Regions from separate parts of the Bicyclus anynana genome. Here region 2 is linked to region 1. The links are chromatin contacts, called in public Hi-C maps. All regions are on one chromosome and are shown on one strand. The core of a region is the stretch at or near the end of the contact, and the rest is flanking DNA. Distances in the headings are between cores, read along the strand shown. Region 1 has its middle 26 kb from the start of LOC112053024. Region 2 holds the start of LOC112053027 (protein starmaker-like).

Region 1 (5,449 bases), core at 1,047-3,546:
TTACCTATCTATAACATTGGATCATGCCGCGTTGCAAAAACCGACGTTCCGGCCTCCATGGCGCACTGCTAAGCGCGGTGGATTTACAAGACTGAGGTCCTGGGTTCGATCCCCGGCTGAGCCGATTGAGGTTTCCTTAATTGGGCCAGGTCTGGCTGGTGGGAGGCTTCGGCCGTGGCTAGTTACCACCTTACCGACAAAGACGTACCGCCAAGCGATTTAGCGTTCCGGTACGATGTCGTGTAGAAACGAAAAGGGGTGTGCGTTTTCATCCTCCTCCTAACAAGTTAGTCCGCTTCCATCTTAGAGTACATCATCACTTACAATCGGGTGAGATTGCAGTCAAGGGCTAACTTGTGAAGAATAAAAAAGAAATTGAAAAACAAAAAAAAAACAGCTCACAACTAAGGGCAGCGTATGGTTTCGAAACTAGTCGGGCATACTCCTACATTGCATCACGTGAGTTTTAGTCGTGTTTCTGAATCAATTACTGGACACATATGAAGATTTTTACCTTGTTTTTGGGCAGCTACTAAACCTAAAAAGAAATAAACTTTTAGAGGGGGAGCCAGTGTTAAATTGTACCCGTATCATCAATTTTATCTACCACGTAGGGTGGCAGCTCTATGTGATTAAAGGTGCTTCTCCACCAGAGATGTGCTACGCTACGTTGTTATAGACGCGTTTGATATCCACCAATCATATTCATTTGTGCACATAGCTTAGCACTGGTGGACACGGATTCAACTAAGATATGTTTTTTATATGAATGGATGCGTGCTATGCTCTGCTATCGATACATCGCATACTCGTAACTCGAGCTGCGCATCTTTCTCGCATAACTACATAGCTTAGTATATATAGGTGGAAATGGTCACACATCTTCGCAGCATAGCTGCATAGCACATCTCTGGTGGAAAAGCGCTCTAACATTCAAACTTTTTTATCCGAACTCCTAAGGTATAGAATGCTCTTACGGCGTCTGAGTTTTCTGCCACCTATAACCTAAGTAATACCTTCAAGGCAAGAGTGATTATACACTAGACTAGGCAAGCGCGTCCCATGCTAGAACTCAACATTGCTTTTTATCAGGCATGATTGTAGTCAAGCGCAAGTTTATGGACCATAAAAAAAATATATTAGGCAATAAAGGTTGGATGCAACGTAATAGTCGATCATAAAATAAACTTAAGTAACTACTTCATTAGACAAGCATAACGTAAAAGACACTAAGCTATGGTAGGATCATATTATAGCCAACCCTTTCACTAGCTAGGCGAATATAAATTAGAGCTAAACAACATGCCTACTTAGTATTTACGAGTACACGTACCTACGATCTGATGAAATCGTTGAACTAAAAATCTATTCGTTGAATTCAAGTGCAGGTGTATATTTATAACCAGCGCCTCGAATAAGTTTTACAGCCTTATTTAGGATGATCGCAGACTGCAGCATGGATCGTAGGTGCCGCACAAAACCTGTGAGACACAAACATTGCGTTTTACAGTAGGTACCTACCTAATAGGAAGAAATAATAATCATCGTTTATAGGTACACTGGGACGTTATTCGTTTGTTTTCATTGTTGAGGCTTTATAAAATTCTAAAAATGAGAATATCCCACTCGAAGAATAGATATTTGTACACTTAACAATTTAAATATTTAAATAATTATTCCCTTTGTCTAATAAAATCTTTGAACTAAAAAACATGAGAATGCATTTATTTTCAACGTTATTTTTTATAGTTTTTATATCGCTTACAGTTTACTAAGTATTGGAGCAAGTTGTATTCATGCATATAACACAAATCGAATGCATATATATCGGATGCTGGTACATTGTAACGCTGACACTACTAGTATCACTCTGAAGACAAGGCAGTGTGCAAGATCTCAACGGGATTGCAAATCCAGCGCAGTTCATTCGTTCCAACTGCAGAGTGGACTAGAAGTTTGACGCAGGATATACTTACTAATTATTTAGAGCAAAACATGCGTCTCTCGTGGCAGTGTGGGGTTAACTTTAATCAACATTGTGGTGTGTGAAATGACGGTAGTATCACGCGTTGGTTGATGCGAAGCGGCGCGGTGCGGTGCGGCATGCCGTGCCACAGAATGGGCAATAGTACGAGTAGTTATGGCCATGTGCCGTTGTTTAGTAGTCGAACGGCGCGCACGGCGGGCGGCGCGGGCGTGTCTTTTTTGTCCCCCGCAGATTCCATTGCCCCATGTTCAACCTGTAAGTCCGGCAGTTTGCCGAGCGTTGACCGCGCTCCTCGCCGCGGCGAAAAGCCGTTGGACAACCTGCGGTGGACACATATGACGGCCGCCGTGAACCGTTCAAGCGCCCTTTCTTGAATCAATACAGACGTCAGCACAAATATTTAGTTTCTATCATAGGAACTTACTTGGTTGGTAATCAACAAACAGATCATCTTACATATGTATTTACCTATGTTTATACACGGCTTATATGGTCATATACCTACTGAAATAGCAAGCAATAACTTCAGAAACCTTAACTCTATTAGAGGTGATTGATTTAAAAATTCGCTATTCTTATTTCGGATCAAGATATCTTGTCTGCCACAAATAATTTTATGGTTCTATATATTGTATTTATTCCTGGATTATACGGCCATATCTCAGTCTGCCTCGGTTATTCTGTTAGAGGTGAAATATTGGTTGAATTTTAAATGTCCATTCTTATTTCGGATCAGTCTAGCTGTCTAGCTATCCAACGCGGAAATATAGTCAGTATTTTTGCCACCATTTCACGTGAGCTTAACTTGTATAGCTATTATAGTTATTAACAATCTAGGATTCTGTATAGGGTAAGGTTGCTTAAATCGTACCCCCTAAGGAAATATCGCTGTAATATAACCTGCATTTAAAATAAAACTAAATGGTATGTGACTACGAAATCTTTATTTATCTGACTTTCAATCAACAATCATAAAAAAATTAAAATCTTGTATTTAAAAAGGTATTTTAGCGTTTTTTTTACGATTTAGGCACCTGGTCGCCTAACTCGTACCACCAATACCCTAATTCGTACTTAGATAATAATCAAAATAAACTGTAAAGAAAAATACTTGACTACATGAGATCACATGACTATATAATTTGAAATCAATTATAATACTTTATTTAGTTATTAGTTTTTAACTGACATTTTTTTTCCTAATTTAGTAATTCTTTAAGCTTAATAAAATTATAAACCTGTATGAAAATAAAATTTAAAAACCTAGGAAAAACAAAATTCATATCATATCATTAGGTTTTCCAATTTTTGTTTTTACATTCATACCCTTCAAATGTCTTCGCAGGGTAGGCTTTGGTATGTTAAGCCTATTGTATAATATACAGTAAATTGTATTTATTCATATAACTACAATTTACCTGTGTAATGTATACAAATTGTATTTGTAGTACCATACTATAATTAAGGACATCAGAAACCGGAGATAAGCTTGTCTGCATCGTTTACCATATTCGAGGCAGCTGAATTTTTAAAATCTTCATTCTTAATTCAGATCAAGGTATGAGATTAATTTATTCATAGATTTTACCGCCATATTCGGTCTGCCTCGCTTACTCTATTAGTCGTGGTTGAATTTTTAAATCTCCATTTTAATTTTGGATCTAGATATAGCATTAATTTAATGCCGCAAATGGTCTTGATGTGCTGTCGTGCTTGCGATAATGTGACATAAATCTAGGATTCTAAAGCATTCTAGGTCTTAGAAGAAGCTTACAATAAAATCAAGCCGCTTTACAGTGTGCTTATCTAGGTACAAAGTCATGCGATAATGCATAATGGATTCCACAAAGCTCGACATCTGTGGATGACACAGAGCGGTGAAATACCTAACAGGATTAAGATAAATTCAAAACTGACTGCACTGTTAATGAGTTTTTACACTCACTGCAGTATATGAAAATAATAAAGATAACTAATTACTAAAAAAGGACAAGTGTTTATCGTGTTCAGTGTGTTGTTTAGTGTGTTTCAGGCCAGAGACCTATATACAAAATATACAATGTACATTGAGTAATGTACTACAGAAAAGCAAACCAAAATTGAACCAAGAGTCAGAATTAAAATAAGAAATAAATATCAGGAACACAAAGGAATAAATATTATAAATAAGAATCCAAAATTATTACCTATATTAGTTTCAACTACAATTTTTTTATCTCTATACTAATTATTTTATGTTTGGAACCTGGTGCATGTTTAGCCAGCTTTTAAAGAATATGTTGTCAGGGGATATTTCATATATAATTACATATCATATCATACATACGTACATAATATAATAACATATCATATCATATGCCACAAATGTAGATTGATCAATTGGTAGTTTTTGGTTGGTCGACAACAACTCTGTTATTTTTCGATAGTAACTATTATTTTTTTTATTTAGATATTGTGATAGTTTTACCGCTTAATTTCTTTTTGTTTTATTTGAACGTTTATATTTATATTTAGTTGTTGTGCTAGAACAAATAAATTGTACAATTTCTAAATATTCCCCAGTAATTTATGGATAGAACCTTAAACAATGATTGAATCAAACAAAATGGATAATTTTGTTTGAAAATTGCCTCTTTGGCAATCTTAGATGGTAGTTACAAAGTAGTAGCAGCTAGTTCAAATATATCAATAGAGTCAAAGGTAGTATTGAATTCGTTTCCAATTATTATTTGCGTACATTTTGCAGGGTCTTATTACATGCAAACATTGCATTGATTACAAACCAGCGAACACTAACAATAACAATTATTATTTTTGGTACCTAAATGGACGTTGAATAGCCATTTCTGTTGCCAAGAAATGTTTAGAATTGGGTAACTTTTGTTTCTATACTTTAAATTAAACATTTCCCGTTGTGAATCATGCGTAATGTAAACTAATATACCTATTATTCTATTTAACATACATATTAAAATCACCAAGTATAATTACTAGCGTATCTCTTCGAATTCGCATGGAATTCCTTTAAGTCTATAACCCTTTGCGTATCAAATACTAGCTGACGCCGCGCGGTTACACCCGCGTGGTTCCCGTTCCCGTTGAAATTTGGGGATAATATATAGCCTATAGCCTTCCTCGATAAATGGGCTATTTAACACTGAAAGAATTTTTCAAATCGGACTTGTAGTTCCTGAGATTAGCGCGTTCAATCAAACAAACAAACAAACAAACTCTTCAGCTTTATAATATTAGTATAGATAACCAGAATACTGTAAAATCATGAAACCGGTGCTTCTTATGTTACTCATAGTCGCATATAATATCACGACGATCTCACACTTGATAACATCAAGCACCTCATCCAAGAAGAAATGAAAATCTTATTAGGTAACATAGAAAAAAATATAATTAAAATAATAGATAGCAAAACGAAAGAAACGGCAATGGAAATCACTGAAATAA
Region 2 (5,146 bases), core at 1,161-3,660, 40 kb after region 1:
TTGAGCCTCTAAAGAAAGGATTTCTTTAGTAATATGAACTGTCTTTACAATCTACTGCCAATGTTAAGAAATACTTACTCGTATATTTAAAAGAAATATTGACTAAGTATATCGATAGGATAAGTTAGCTTAAGTTCCATATTGTATTCTTTCTCAAGATAAAATCAAAAATTCAAAAGCCAATAATTGTCGTGCGACAGTCTTTTCGTAAAAAATGATTCGCATTTAGAGTAATTTAATTCTAAATTAATTTGACTAAATTATGACTTAACTTGGTTAAGATTTACTCGAATAAGGAAAATATATTAAGACACTCGTACAAAACCTCATTGCACTCGTATTTGGTTATTAAGCGATTCGTTTCTTGTAAACATAATATTAGAATTTTGCAAAGAAGCTTCCAAATAAATCCTACTTGAGACATCTTAATATTATAATAATAATAATCATATTAATTCTCCTTGAGACATCTTATTATTATAATGTTACTCATACTAATTACATTTAAGCCTACTTAAAGTAAAGGTATTTGAAGTTTATTTGAAGCATCATTCTGGATGGGGTTTTAAACCATAATAGGGATCGCGGTTTCGAAAATCACAGAAGAGAGATATTATGATTAGGGTGTAAATAAATTTATTTATACTACAGCCTTTCTTGATGAGTACTGTTTACCAACAAAGAAATTAGAAATGAGGGTAGAAAACGCATGTCATTTCATAACTTATTTATTTAAAATTATGTATTGTTTGTTTATAAAATGTTACATGAAATATATTAACCATATCTAATTGTTCTAAGCTTATTTATCAAATTTATTTTCATTTATTTAAGATCAACTTGATTATAATTATTATTAAATGTGAAATGACTAGTGATTATACCCTCATTTTAAATTTGTTTGTTGGTAAACAATCCTCATCAAGAAAAGCTGTAGTATAGTTCAATTCAACTGTTTTTCATAAATATAAATGTCTTGTAGATATATTTACGCAAACCCTCAGTCCCTCAACATTTGTGTAGTTGATAGTGGTTAGTTTAATAGTTGATCTAATGTTAGTCTAAGCGGTTTTGGATCTCCATTCGGTTATAGGTATGAAATGCTGAACTTTGTTGTTCTTGATTCTAAGACTTCATATTGTTTTTCATAGAGTCCATTTATATTCAAACTTTGACCAGAGTTTGCTTGTGGAATTTATTACTGCATCTGCTTTTACGAAGTTAATTCGCTTTTTATTATTTGTGTTTTTTTCTTTTTTAGAGCTATATATATACCTTTGTTCTAAAGGCGGAACTACGAGTCCTTATAATAATTTTAAAATTCTATTCAAACTACAGTAGATGTATTCCATTTTCTTCATCAGTTTTTTATTGTAGTTTTCAAGTATTTTTTAATTTTTTTCAGGATATGAGAAATTATATCTTCAGTCTCCTGTTTCAACAAGTTTTGCTGAAGACCATTAAAGTTGAATCTTTAATGGTGTTTTTCGTAATACCACAAATTGAACATAAAAAATTATACTTCATATAGGTACTTGGCATTCAGACAGAGGGATTGCAACCTTTGAAACCTACTATCTCCTAAAGTCATCAATACCATGCTGTCGCCGTTACCTAACGTAAGTACTTATTCATGTAATTATTATGCGACTCTAAGCTTTCAAACTTCTGTAGAATAACAAAGGTCTGACATCACAGCGTCTCGAACTTTTACAAAAGATAAAATTCAAATTGTGTCCGTTTACACGTGGGCGCTAGTCGGAACAATTAGATAAAGCACAAGTAGGGACATAGCTGGAAGTCCTTGTCGGGTTCAAACTCTAATGTATGATCTAGCGGGGACGAGTGTTAGATCACTCGACCGTTGACTCTAAATTTACAATAATTTACAAAGCTGAAGAGTTTGTTTGTATGTTTGATTGAACGCGCTAATCTCAGGAACTACTGGTCAGATTTAAAAAATTCTTTCAGTGTTAGATAGCCCATTTTTCGAGGAAGGCTATAGGCTATATATTATCCCTGTTTTCCTACGGGAACGGGAACCACGCGGGTAAAATCGCGCGGCGTTAGCTAGTTTACAATAACTTCGTTATTATCGAAATTCGTAATTGTGTCAGTGGGTTCAAATGTGGCGATGCTAGGTGTTAGGTGTATGGTAATATAGTTTGACAAGGTTGTAATTAGTTGGGCAGTTTGTTGTCTCAGATCGGGCGGGAACCGGGAGCGTTTGGCGGTCGGCGTGAGTGCCATGCCTCGACATCTACACTCGGCAGGCATACGTGCGGGCCGGCGAGGGCGTCGCGCGGTCGATGAGCCCGCCGCCCGGTGCAGAGGGCAGCACTGCGCCGGGGGTGAGGGGCGCGCGGGGCGCTCCTCCACCCGCCCCGCGCTCTCTACGGCGCCCCGTTTGCTTGCGCATACTGTACGCCGCGGACCGAACGCGCCGCGCGCTCACTAATGCGTCACACCGCTTCCTGAGTCAACGCCTAACCGTACGTCCGCGGCGACACTTCGCGCGCGCCATGTGAACTTCTGTGTTAACTCGAATCATGAATTAAATTAACTCGATAGTAAAATATTTGAGTTCGTGCGGTAGACGTGTTAGTTCGCGATAATAATTGGACACGATGGACAGTGTGAGAACTCTCAACTCGTGGTCGCAGCCGACGTAGTACGCGAGGTCGGCGCACGTGGTCGCCTTGAGTTCGAGTAAGTTAAGTTTGCTTATTTTTGAGTGAGAGTCGGCGTGTGGAGTCGAACGGGCGCATACTTTCAGCAGAGGCCGGCTGGCGAGGCGCGGCAGGCCGCCGGCCGCCCGGAATGCGGCCTCCGCCCCGCCGCGCTGCCGGCGCCGAGCGCGCCGCGCGTAGCGTAATAAATAAAGGCGGGGCACCACTGCGTGCGCGCGCACCCTCCCGCGCCCTTCTCGCCCTCGGGTCATTGACTCTGCTCCACCGCCGCCGACCACGCCGATCGCCGAAGACAACAGCTCGCGTGAGCGGCACTACCACGCACTTGGCCTCGGCACGGTTCGGCAGCGCCTCGGCATTTCCAATGTCAATGCCGTTAGATAAGTACGCGTCGCGTCGCCGCAGCGGAAGTGCTTCACCCCGCGTGCGTGAGACATCTCGATGACGACACCGATCAGTTAAGTACTTGTTTTATTACAGGGAGTTTATTGACCCCGACGCTCACACCTGGCCATATCGAGACGGTCCCTTCCATTATTGTGCAGCGAACTTTTTACGGGACCGGTTTGACGGCGTGTAACTAATAATTCGCAAAAAATTACCTGTCCTGTTAGTCCTTGGATAATATACCTATTGTTCTACAAATCTACATAGAGAAATCTATCTTCCGAGAAATGCTTGTTCGCGATGCCTCTATTTCTATGGATGTATGTATTTATGTGCCTAAATTACATGCCATTATACTCTCAAAACAATGACTCACGCAGAGCACGTTTTGTTTTGGGAAAAGCAATGCACAAAACTATACCCATACAAATAGTTACCTACCTACTCACTACCAATGCCGGCGAATTCCGTTATATTTTATAATACGGCGGAGCCCGCTCCATGAAACTAAAAATAAAGCTTGAACTTCCCGGTTGAATGGCGTCGTTCGGCGCGACGAGCGCGGGGACTCGGGGAGTGGCCAGCCATTGCCCTCGCCCGGTTTGTTTACAACTCGGCGCTCGCGTCGGGAGAGTCTCGCCTGGCCCCTAGCCCCTATGCGCGCCGCATACGGTCCACTGTGGCCCGCCGCCGCGCCAGCGCCACAGCCGAGCGTACCCTGCGCTCGCGCCATCTGCGCGCATTATTAAAATAAACTGCCACCGACAGATAGAATCGTTGAATAAAAACTAGCGGCCCGACCGCCAGGTGCGACGCGACCCTCGGCTGAGGCAAAGATGCGTCTAGTCCTAGGTCAGTTATTGCCAGCTTACAATGCACTCGGAGACCCTGCGATTTGTGTCAATGACCACGCCGCGCGCATCCATTGAATTAGCAGCGACACTTGGGCATTGTCATGCTCTGTATGCGCACAATCTGTAACACATTTCTTTACTTATAGCATTTGTGTTGCAGCATTTAAAAAGTATGCTATGTACCTAATAGCTTCAGTATTATTACGAGTAGGTAGTATCTACTTAGACCTTCGCCAATGTCGCAGTGCGCTAAATGAGATGTATAATGATAGTTTATTACAAATGGCATTCTGACAACGTGATTCTCGATTTTATAATAATACGTACACAACTATCGGACCCGGTCAAGCTTCGCTTTGACTTATGTGCACTTCTTCCCTATCCCTACCCTACAATACCCTATCCTTGAATTCATTTGCTACAAAAAAATTAATAAAAGAATAACTGCTTTGACTTTACTTTTTTTTTTGTATTTCCCATAATTCTGGGGAGTGTGTAAGTGTTTTAAATTAAATATTATCGGGGTAATAATATTTCTTTTGTAAATAGATCTTAATATGTATTAATATGACGTAGCCACATTTACGTATTTTAAAATTTAAGGATATAATAAAGACGCGTGTTACATGGATAGTCGGAATTACTTTGTATGAAAACATAAAAAGATTTATTTATAAGTATATTAGTTACTCAGAAGCGTGCACAAGGTTTTTAACTAGGGTATGCACTGTACGTACAAACTGTACAAAGTTTCATAGGCAGTTTCATAGGTATAACGAGTCCTCAGGGTAGGCAGGGCATGTTTGCATCTATAAAGTGCACGCCACTGTTTCGGCTCCTATAAGTGGACTCGTCAACACCTTGAAGTTATGGAAAATACTCCCGAGCACCCTGTAAAGATAACGATCAATCAGCGAGAAACAACCGTGCCCACTAATCCTGTCTTGAACAATCACCAACTTAGTTGTGAGGGCGTAGACTGAAGCCACATTGCTGGAGTTTTATCTATTGCCGAGGGTGTCGCTTGGGTAATGCGTTGCGGGTGGTAAAAAAATTGCGCACGCATATTGGGGCGAGCAGAAAATCATTTTTTCTCATCATCCAGATAATCTAAAAGCCATAACTTTAAACGGTCTAACGGAAGACCAACTCTTCGCCATTCTTAAAAAGCCAAAACTCTTAGTTCAAGCTTCTACTACTAAGTAAAAAAATATG

The links. Hi-C and Micro-C count contacts between places; a contact is called where the count stands out from the background.
Region 2: a contact with region 1 is called in a Hi-C map of whole larva, with 2.2 times the contacts expected there. The contact joins the promoter of LOC112053027 here to the enhancer-like site in region 1.

Annotation. Positions count from the first base shown.
Region 1 is chrZ:7,454,980-7,460,428 of ilBicAnyn1.1, forward strand. No RefSeq gene overlaps it. Among protein-coding and RNA genes, the nearest start is that of LOC112053024, 26 kb to the left of the region's middle. Within about 2 kb of position 2,297, at least 8 of the 8 cell types and tissues checked have open chromatin away from gene starts, as enhancers often do.
Region 2 is chrZ:7,494,992-7,500,137 of ilBicAnyn1.1, forward strand. It overlaps LOC112053027 (protein starmaker-like), which reads left to right and starts at 2,411. Exons shown (of 9, transcript XM_052890821.1): 1 at 2,411-2,709.